2 separate regions of the Anas platyrhynchos genome follow, and region 1 is linked to region 2. A link is a contact called in public Hi-C data. All regions are on one chromosome and are shown on one strand. Each heading gives the region's core, a stretch centred on a gene start, on an enhancer-like site or on the middle of the called end of the contact. The rest is flanking DNA. Distances are from core to core; before and after follow the strand shown. Region 1 holds the start of PMPCB (peptidase, mitochondrial processing subunit beta). Region 2 overlaps FAM185A (family with sequence similarity 185 member A).

Region 1 (4,991 bases), core at 1,920-4,419, 160 kb after region 2:
CTGTAGTCTGGATTTGAAGGAACCAGATTGTCACCCTGAGAATCTCACCTACATCTTCTACCCATTTTGTAAAGCTACATGGCAGCCTGAACTGCTCGTGTGTTATGTTGATGAATGCAGGATAAATTACAAGGACATTGTTTATACAGAACTCCCCTCTGCTAATCCCGGCCCTTCTACTTCATTGTTGCCGGAGACTGGATGCATAAGCACTATGAAGAAAGGTCTAATTTTCTCCATCTCATAGTGGCAGAAAATACTGTTTACCTAAACCAGAGGGATATTGTGAGCATTCTTTGTTATAATAGCCTGCTTTTAAATAATCTACCTCTAAAAAGAGATTGTTAAAAACAGTTAAAAAATAGTGTTTTGGAGGAGTTTAGCAAATAATATTTATATATTCATCTCGTACTGCTAGAGCAATGGTATTTGTTTTATTTTGTTGCATTTTCAGCTGAATAACAACGTTTCTTGATTTGAAGTTGCATCGCTGTAATGACCTTTGCTGAATGCTAAATTTTAGATTGCATTTACATATGAGACACTGCTATTTTGTTAAGTAGGAGACATATTATGAGGATAATCAGTTTATCTTAAGCTGTAATTCTATGTCTAGCAAGGATTCAAATTTCTAGGATGGCTAATGGCTTAGTGAAGTCTGGTAAAATGTCTTTGAGATAAATCCCAGCATAATGAGATCAGTTAGATCTAACTGTAAAATGGAAGGGAAGATTAATTTTAACTTTCAAACACACAGTTTGGTGCTTTGCTTTTTTATTTTACAGCTTGACAGAGATATATTTGAAATAGGGAATCCTGGAACTGGATGGATCTTTTGAATATGCATAAACTAAAAAGGGAGAAACTAATCTTAAGAAGAAAAAAAAAGCAACTAGCTTCATGTAGGGATAGATTTTCTATTCCCCAGAAACTAATTTGCCTTCAATGTAAATTCTCTGGTAAAAGGCTGTGCCTACATTGCAGATACAAAATGCTTGTGACATAGGTTATGTGGGTACTAAAATAGTATGGGCAGCAAAACAACAGTAAAAACAAAACAAGTTTCCACTTTTATTTTTAAATATATTCACTATGCTGTGCTTTTGTTTTTAGTATTTTCATGCAGTTCCAGTCCTAGAGATACAAACTGGATGGGCCCTTCTGCAGAATCAAAGCTTCTGTTTAAGCACACAGAATATGCCGTGGCAGTGAAAACTTTTTGGTCAGTCAGAATATTTTCATTCTCAATTGCTAAGGGAATAAGAACTTGCCCCCCCCCCCCCCCCCCAAAAAAAAAAATATTCCAGAAAACAACAACAACAACAAAAACTAATATATTTTAATATGGTAACTTTTCTGAAATTGTCCCATGTTTTGGAGTCTGACGATGTACGTAATTGTGAATAACCTCCTCAAACTTTTGCTTCTGAGACAACTCTGGAGCTACTAGCAATCATCACTGTTTTTTTTTTCAACTCCTAGTACTTTTGTCACCTAAAATCTACATTAAAATTAATATTTCAGGGGGGAGAGAACACCATTTCTGACAGCTCTTGTGAACTGACTCTGAATAATAGGATCTTGGCAGTTATAGAAGGTAACTCATACTGAGCAGAAAGATCCTCAGTTCTCACTTTACTTGAAGCTCAACATGCAAACAGAGCCCTGGCCAAGAGACAGAGTGACTGAGGACACTAGTCAACCCCAAGCACTGAGCTCATTCAGAATCTGGCTGCATATATTAAAAAGCAAAACACAGGAGGCACAAAAGGCAGACACTGAAGGAATTGGGGAGAAGTTGATACTACATCTAGAGTCCAAGATCCAGGTGCATTTCTGTTTCTTCAGGTCATCTACCCACAGCTCAGCTTTCTCTTTCTTTCTGGAGCAGAGCAAGACAGCAGTAGAAAAGCTCTGTAGTGTCTGTACTGAGGCAGAGGTTGTCACAACTACTGAGCTGCTGTCTGAGGCGGGGGGGAGATCCTGAGTTTGGAAAGTAGTACCAAAACCTAGTGCTTCCCTCATTGAGTGTTGTACAGATTTTATTTATTTATTTATTTAGAAATAGCATTTTGTTTCCACGTGTGTTGCATTTAACACAGAGGGACTCAGACCCTCTGTGGTATTTCACCTCTCATCTCACCTCATTTTTGAGGGAGTATTTGATTAGCCATTAAAAATCACTTATCTCCAGCAGAAAAAAAAAAAAAAAATTGAACAGGAAGTGGAGACTGACAGCACTGCTTTCTGCATGACTCTGCATGTTTATCTAATTCACACACTCAAAGCATGCCCAGGAACGATCTTTGGCACTGCAGTGAGATTCCCTGTACCAGTACAAGGCTAAAACACTTCCCAGCCCTCGTTTGGCTCTGGTACCACTCCTGCAAGCCGTGCCTGGCACTGAGCAGCCAGAGCACATGGGACTGCTCGCAGGGCTGCTCCCTGCCAGCTGGCCTTGGCAGAGCATCGTGTTTATTGGTGCAGATGAAGCTGTCCTATTCCTAGCAGTCCGGTCTTTTGGGTACATTCCATACGTCCAGAATACTTCATAAAACAAGACTTTAGATTATTATCTAAATAACTGGATTTCCCTTGTGAGCTTCATTCTGTCTAATGGAAAATGATGGGAAATGCTGAAGTGGCCTATCCTAACTGAATCCCACATGGCAACAGGAGGCTCAGCAAACCTCAGCAGGTGTAAAGCTCTACCCACAGCAGAGCACAGACTGACTAGTAAAACACACAGCTTTGAATGTAGTGAAGCTGACAGCGGTCTTTTAGGAAGAAAACTGACTTTCCTCAACTGTCTTGTTCTGGGAGTAGCATTAGAAGAGCAGAGTGCTTGTCACTTAGGCCTATTTTGTGGCAGTTTACAATTAACCATTAGTTTGAAGGCTGTTTGCTGGCACTTCCCACCGAAAACACGAATTGCAGGGGGAGCCGCGCTCCTGAAGAGAGCACCAACTCGCCCACTCCCCAGGGCTACCCCCCTCAGCCGCCGGGACCCCCGCGAGGGCTAGAAAAAGGGCAGACAGAGACGAGGAGACAGCTTTTAATTGTTTTAATCTCTTAATTTATTGAGGACAAAGCAAGGGACAGCGACAGGGTGGACACATGACCAGTGACAGCTGCGGAAGTATCGGCGCTGCCTGAGGGGAGCGCTGAGGGGAGCGCTGAGGGGAGCGCTGAGGGGAGCCTGCGCAGCTCCCGCCGGAAGCGCCCGGCCACCACACAAAATGGCGGCGCCTACAGCTCGCTTAGCAGTGCGGCGGCTCTTCCTGCCCTGGCGTCCTCGCCTTTTGCGATCGCCCGGCCCGGGGAACCGGGTAGGCGGCGGGGCGAGGACGGGGGGGATCCACGGAGGGCCCCAGCGTCTCGGTGGCTGCCCGCGCTGGCGCTCGGGAGGCCGCGATGGGGGCGGCGGGGGGGTGGTGGTCTTGCTGGAGGCGGCGCGGTGCACGCTGGGAATTGTAGTCCTAGCGGGGGGGCAGTGCGTGCGGCTGCCGCTGAGCATGGCGGGAGCTGTAGTCCTCGCCCGGCTGAGGGGAGGCGGGAGGGGGGCGGCTGCCCCCTCATGGGGACCGGGCAGCGCCGGGCTGAGGGGTGCCGAGCCCCAGGGCTTGCTGCAGACTCCAGTCAATAAATAAATAAACAACACCAAAAGCCACCCTCCCCTGAGCAAACGGGTCTGACTCCATAGCTGCCCCTGTTTTGAATCACAGGACCATTAAAGTTGGAGAAGCCCTCCGAGATCACCGGGTCCAACCACCCCCTACCACCAATGCCACCACTAACCCATGTCCCCAAGCACCACGTCCAACCTCTCCTTGAACACCCCCAGGAACGGTGACTCCACCACCTCCCTGGGCAACCCGTCCCAGTGCCTGACTGCTCTTTCTGAGCAGAAATGGCTCCTCATTGCCAGCCTGAACCTCCCCTGGCACAACTCGAGGCCATTCCCTCTGGTCCTGTCACCAGTTCCCTGTGAGAAGAGGCCGACCCCCAGCTCCCCACACCTTCCTTTCAGGTAGCTACAAAGAGCAATAAGGCCTGCCCTGAGCCTCCTCTGCTCCAGAATAAACACCCCCAGTTTGCAGTCCTTGACATAATTCCTTGCATTGGATCTCCATTCACATTAGAAAACAGGTACCCAAAAAGATTTCAGATGCTAAAGGACATATTCAAGTTCCTACAGGTTTTCTGCCAGAACAGTTGGTTGTAGGGAAGGAGATGAAGTCTACTCCATTTTCATTGTTTTCATGTTTGTTTTTTTTCTTTTTTTTCTGAAGTCAGTTAATGTATTCCCAAATTAAATATTGGCAAATAACTCTGTGTAAAAAATATTTTTGAAAATGCATGCTTTAAAATAGATTTCTGAACTTACATTTAAGTTCAGGAATACATTTTTGGAAGTGCATACTAGGATATAACTTACAGTGTATACATGACTGATGTTTTTTTCTTACAGTCTGTACATGTAGGAACAGGCAGGTTCAGAGTTTCCAAGGCAGCAACAGAAGTAGTCTTAAATGTTCCTGAAACTAGGGTGAGTCCTCTGGAAAATGGCTTGCAAGTAGCTTCTGAAGACTCTGGACTTTCAACATGCACAGTAGGTAACTTGTAAAGGGAATGTTTTTTCATAATTTTATGTATGTTTGTTTCCTTGTGGAACTAAGTTGGATTCTATCAATGTTTATTAGCAATTATTGTTAAGTTACAAGATGGGAAATGAAGGTTTTCCTAAGTGATTTGTGATTCGATTTTTGTGAAGATCATTTTTTTTTTCCTTGAAAACCTGGTTTAACCTAAGGAAAAAGTTGTTTAAAAGTAGGTCTTGAAAATCTAAGTTTGTTTTGTACAGGAAAAACAGCAAAGCTGCATGATTGGCTGATAAAATGTTTTCTTTTTTTCCCTGATGAGGTTGGACTTTGGATTGATGCTGGAAGCAGGTATGAAAATGAGAAGAACAATGGAACTGCTCACTTCCT
Region 2 (4,626 bases), core at 1,525-4,024:
CATCTGTTATATACAAATCTAACAGAACAACTGGGTGGCTTACAGCCTTTGAAAGCTCTGAAATACTACTGTAGTGCCAAGTAAGGGCTGTGCCATTTTATTCTGTAGAATCCCGTTAAGTGAAGAGGTAAAAGCAAGATTTGGGTTCATCATGATTAAGAAACACTGGTCTGGAGTTTTTCCTGTCTTATGAAACCCTACAAAACTTCTGATTCTTTGTATTTCGTCAAAAAATGCATAGAAACAGTAAGAATCCATGTTTACCATATTGGAAAATTTGACTTTATTTTATTTTATTTATTTTATTTTATTTTATTTTATTTTATTTTATTTTATTTTATTTTATTTTATTTTATTTTATTTTATTTTATTTTATTTTATTTTATTTTATTTTTGCCATTTGATAAGGGCTAGTGAATGCAAATTATTATGTCTTATCCAGGCAGGTGTTACTTACCTAAGTATCTTGAAAAACTGATAGGCTTGATTGTCAAATCTAACTTGTTTTATAGTTGTGATTGTTCTAACCATGTGAATTTTAAACTCTTTTTTCAGAGCCATAAAATTGACATACGAACGAAAGGTGGCAAAGTAATTGGTCTTGGAACACTTTGTGGAAATACAGATATTCATGCAACAGAGAAGGGTGTAAGTAAGAATTGACACTTCCTCTCTAGTGACTTGTTCAGCTTGCCTGTTGCAAAAAGACTACATTTTGAAGAACATGTGCTGAGGAATACTTAATGACCCTCATTGGTTGATTGTCATTTCACTTTTAACTTACGTTTGTCTAAATACCCTATTTTATATTATGCTTAGTTTGGATTAGACAGAAAAAGGAGTAACGAGCAAGTGATTGTTCTGTCGGCACTGAGGTTGGGCTAGCTGTTACAACTCATCAGCTTTAATTATTAGACCCTCACAAGGGTCCTGAGCTTTTTACTTGGCTGATGTCTAGACACCTAGATTCTGTAGTAGGCACCTGAGTTTATTTCAGTATCTTATGAATAGTGAGTGACCTGATACTTGCACATGCTTCCTAACTCCAGTTTTATGTAGTAAGAATTAAGAATAGAAAGTTTCATATATTTGTTTGCAGCTGAGGAAATGCAGTAATCAATCACATGTAATCCTGCTGAGATGCAGTGAGAATAACCATGAGCAGAAAGTTTTAGAGAAGTAGCTTGCCTTTTTCAGCAGGTGGCAGTATGAGACAAGCCTCGTGCTATGCTAATCTGGTTTTGTTTCTTAACGTGAGTTGTCAATTCTCCATTATTTAGGATAGTGCAGTTAGGATCCTTTACATAAGAGTAGTTTTCACACCCAGTCTGGTTCTTAGGCTCAATTTGAATGTTCAGTCATAATACCCATGCATCTGGTTGCATTAGGTAGGGTTCATTCAGTCAGAAGTATTGATACATGAACATGTGGAGGCAAGGCTGGAAGTAGCTTGGATGCATGCAGAAGGCTGTCAAAATCACTAACTACCCTTAAAACCAGCAGCACTGGGAAGAAGCAGAAAGAGTTCTTGTAGCTCTCACTAGCCAAAGATAGAACTGAGACCAGGCTGTTAAGTTCCAGTAGTCCGGAATTGCCTCTGCAGAGTGCCATTTAGTGCTATTGCATGCCTTGTAGATTGGGCTCTGAGATTATATGGTGACTTGTGTAGAGTCAGCCGTGAGCTGTTTTTAACTTCCTGTTGAAAATTAAGTAACTCGCCATTGGATTTTCCAAAAGCTGTGAACATTACCTGCATTTCTTTGCAGTGGATGCTAGCCGTCCTTTTTGTGTACAAAGGAGCCCTGAGGCTGCTGTAGCTGAGCTATTTATTGCTATTTCTTTATGAACATTATTTCATCCCAACAAGACCTCCTAGCGTAAAGCAGAGTGGGTAATGTTTGACATGCTCTCATGCCACAGTTGGACCATCAGTACTGGCCGATTATTAGTTCCTTTGGGCCTTTTTACTAGTTAGGGGAGTTGGGATCCATCCTAAGCCACTAGCGATCACAGAAAATAAAAGAGCAGAGATAATTTACAGCCTTCTTAATGCCTGTTATATCTTCCCGTAGAGGGCTTCCACTGGAAGGATTTGGAAATTGGAATCCTTGCTTTCTACCAGTGAAAAAGATTCAGTGCTATCTAGGGGGAGTGCTTTGACCACTGTGGATTCATGCTGTTTGCAACCTACTAGCATGGTGATCATCTTTAAATTAGACTTGGTGTTGCTTAGTCGTTTGTTCCAAAGTAGTTTGTTACACCAGTGGAGTCAAGGGAGTTTGTTTCAGATCCTGTCTTAGTGGTGCTGATCAAAATATGTATGGTAGAAAAATCATGAGATGTAGATGTACATGACAATGAGAAATGTAACGGTTTTGCTTTGAAATTTTAGAATCATTCAATTGTTGTTTTTTGTGGGTTTTTTTTTGGTGGTGTGTTTTTTTTCAGGCATGCTGTCCTTCTGAAGCAATAAAACTTCATGCAGATTAATCTGAAGTGCTTCTTTGTGATTATCAATATTTATACAGTATGTAGTACTGCTAGAAGCTAGTCTTATGGTTGCAAAACTGTAGGAATTCAAAGTGAGTAATTTTAACAGGAATTTGCAGCTATGGAACAGTTCTGGCTCACATTACTGCTCATTAGAAAAAAATGTGTAGTTAGAAAGGATAGTGTGAGACTTCTTTTCTCAATTGGCCACTTCTGTTAATCATCAGTTTGCCTTACATCTCCCCTGTGTGACCACCTGAGGTGTTTCTTCCATCAGATGTAGTCATCATTATGTAGTTATGGCTCTGTCAGCATTTCCAGCCCCCTCCTGGAGGTGGGGAAGGGAAGGATGTGGTAGAAGACACTAAAAATGTAGAAAATATTTTAAGGGTGTGAAAATGGAGAAGGTATTAGTAAAATGGTTGAACAGAATAACACACAGAAAAACAAAGCCAAGAAAAATAGAATGTGTGGAAGGAGTTGTTTTTGTCTTATTTAAACATAGCAAGGTGTTAGTTTTCATCTGGAAAGTACGGTCAGGTGTGAAATCAAGTCTGATTTGTGATGATGGACTGATCCTTTTTTTTTCTTTAAAGCATAAGAGTCTGCGGGAGCTTGAGCATGTGGTCAGAAACTGTAACTCCCAAGGCTTTACTCTGAAGGGAGGGAGTTTTCCCAGAAAAGCTGGTGACTTGACGGACAAAAATAATCAAATCTGTTTGACTGGGGAGTCATTAGCTAATCTGTGCCACAGGGACTTTTCTATATCACTTATTTAACAGAGCCAAACATCTATGTTCTGCCAAAAAAATCATAAAAGTTAAATAATTTGAGATTGAAAACATATTTCGTCTCAGCAGAAGAGCAACCCTATTTTTTCCTGCTTCCCCATCTAGAATATATTTTAGTCTTTTACTTGAGCAGTCTGACTCCTTAACTTGGGTTGTTCTGAAACAAATATCTATTATACTGGTAGTGGTTTTTATAGTCATTAGCTGACTCAATATTTCTTTTTATTGTGTACTGCGATGAATTTTCTTCTTCCTGCTGTGCATTTTTAAGAAAGGTACTTGTGTCTGGTAAATAAGATAAGTTGATCAGTGAGCTTGTTTTTAATAAGATGTCTCACTAGGTATTTATCTTAAATATTAATATAGTCAAAACCATAACATAGTAATAGATGTAGCTTTTTGCTTCAGGCTTTCATTTTCCTGCTCAAGAATGCCACTAGGCAGGCATTTTGTACCCAAACTGTATAGAATGTATATTTTTTTCCTTAAATCATGGCTAGCTCTTACTTTTGTCATGCTGATAGCAACAATAGCACTGCTTAAGTTGGCAGGGTGCACTGCAGGTTGCTTAAATACCTTCAGAAAAGGCTTAGATTATAGAGTCTAGAATGACAGTGGCTTTTATTTGTTGCCTTGGGTATATGCCACAGCAGTTTTACACTTTGTCAGAGTCAATGCTGGTGACTGAGGGAGTAGCAGAGTATTTGGTGTGAAACATTTCTAGGGCGGATGCAATCTAAATTTATGTTTTTTTTAAGGTCTCTGCTTGTTAGAATTTCATTAGAGATGTCAAAAATACAGAAAAAAATGAATTACTGTCACTTTCAGGAGCAACAGGTTGCTGTAGTTTCAAGTTGTTCTTTCCTAATATCATTGGTTTTGTTTAGTGTTGATGCTTAGGTTCTGTAGAATTATTTTGAGCAGCAGCATCTACAAGGATTGTAGGCATTGGTTGTTACATCTATAATTCTAGCACAGCATTTCCGATAACCAGATTTTCTTAAATATTAACAAAATATTTTACGTTATTTGAGAACTACTATGTATTCATTGTATCACATCAAAAGTCTTGAGGCAAGGGTCCCTTCTGTAACCTTTACTTAAGGTGTAAAGCTTAGTAAGTATGGATTGGTGAGGTCACAGTATAATTTGGCTACAATACAGTTGATGTCAAATGAGCCTCTTTAGCTAATCTTTTGCAACACATTTTTGCATGGAATCTGCAAGACTGGGTGCTGTTTGTCAGAATACCTCTTATATCATCCAGAACATGTTCTTGTATGTAGCATAACACTGGAAGGGGCAGCAGACTTAATTTTTGCATTAACTTTTTTCCCCACAGAAT

The links. A called contact is a pair of places that touch in the nucleus more often than the background predicts.
Region 1: a contact with region 2 is called in a Hi-C map of skeletal muscle, with 2.4 times the contacts expected there. The contact joins the promoter of PMPCB here to the enhancer-like site in region 2. A contact is called at or near these places in 2 of 8 Hi-C or Micro-C datasets (both in skeletal muscle).

The regions. Positions count from the first base shown.
Region 1 is chr1:13,250,855-13,255,845 of IASCAAS_PekinDuck_T2T, forward strand. It overlaps PMPCB (peptidase, mitochondrial processing subunit beta), which reads left to right and starts at 3,170. Exons shown (of 13, transcript XM_027459487.3): 1 at 3,170-3,329; 2 at 4,472-4,612; 3 at 4,924-4,991. The coding sequence starts at 3,240.
Region 2 is chr1:13,091,372-13,095,997 of IASCAAS_PekinDuck_T2T, forward strand. It overlaps FAM185A (family with sequence similarity 185 member A), which reads left to right. Exons shown (of 7, transcript XM_027459614.3): 3 at 556-648. Among named protein-coding and RNA genes, the nearest start is that of FAM185A, 22 kb to the left of the region's middle. Within about 2 kb of position 2,775, at least 2 of the 8 cell types and tissues checked have an H3K27ac peak or open chromatin away from gene starts, as enhancers often do.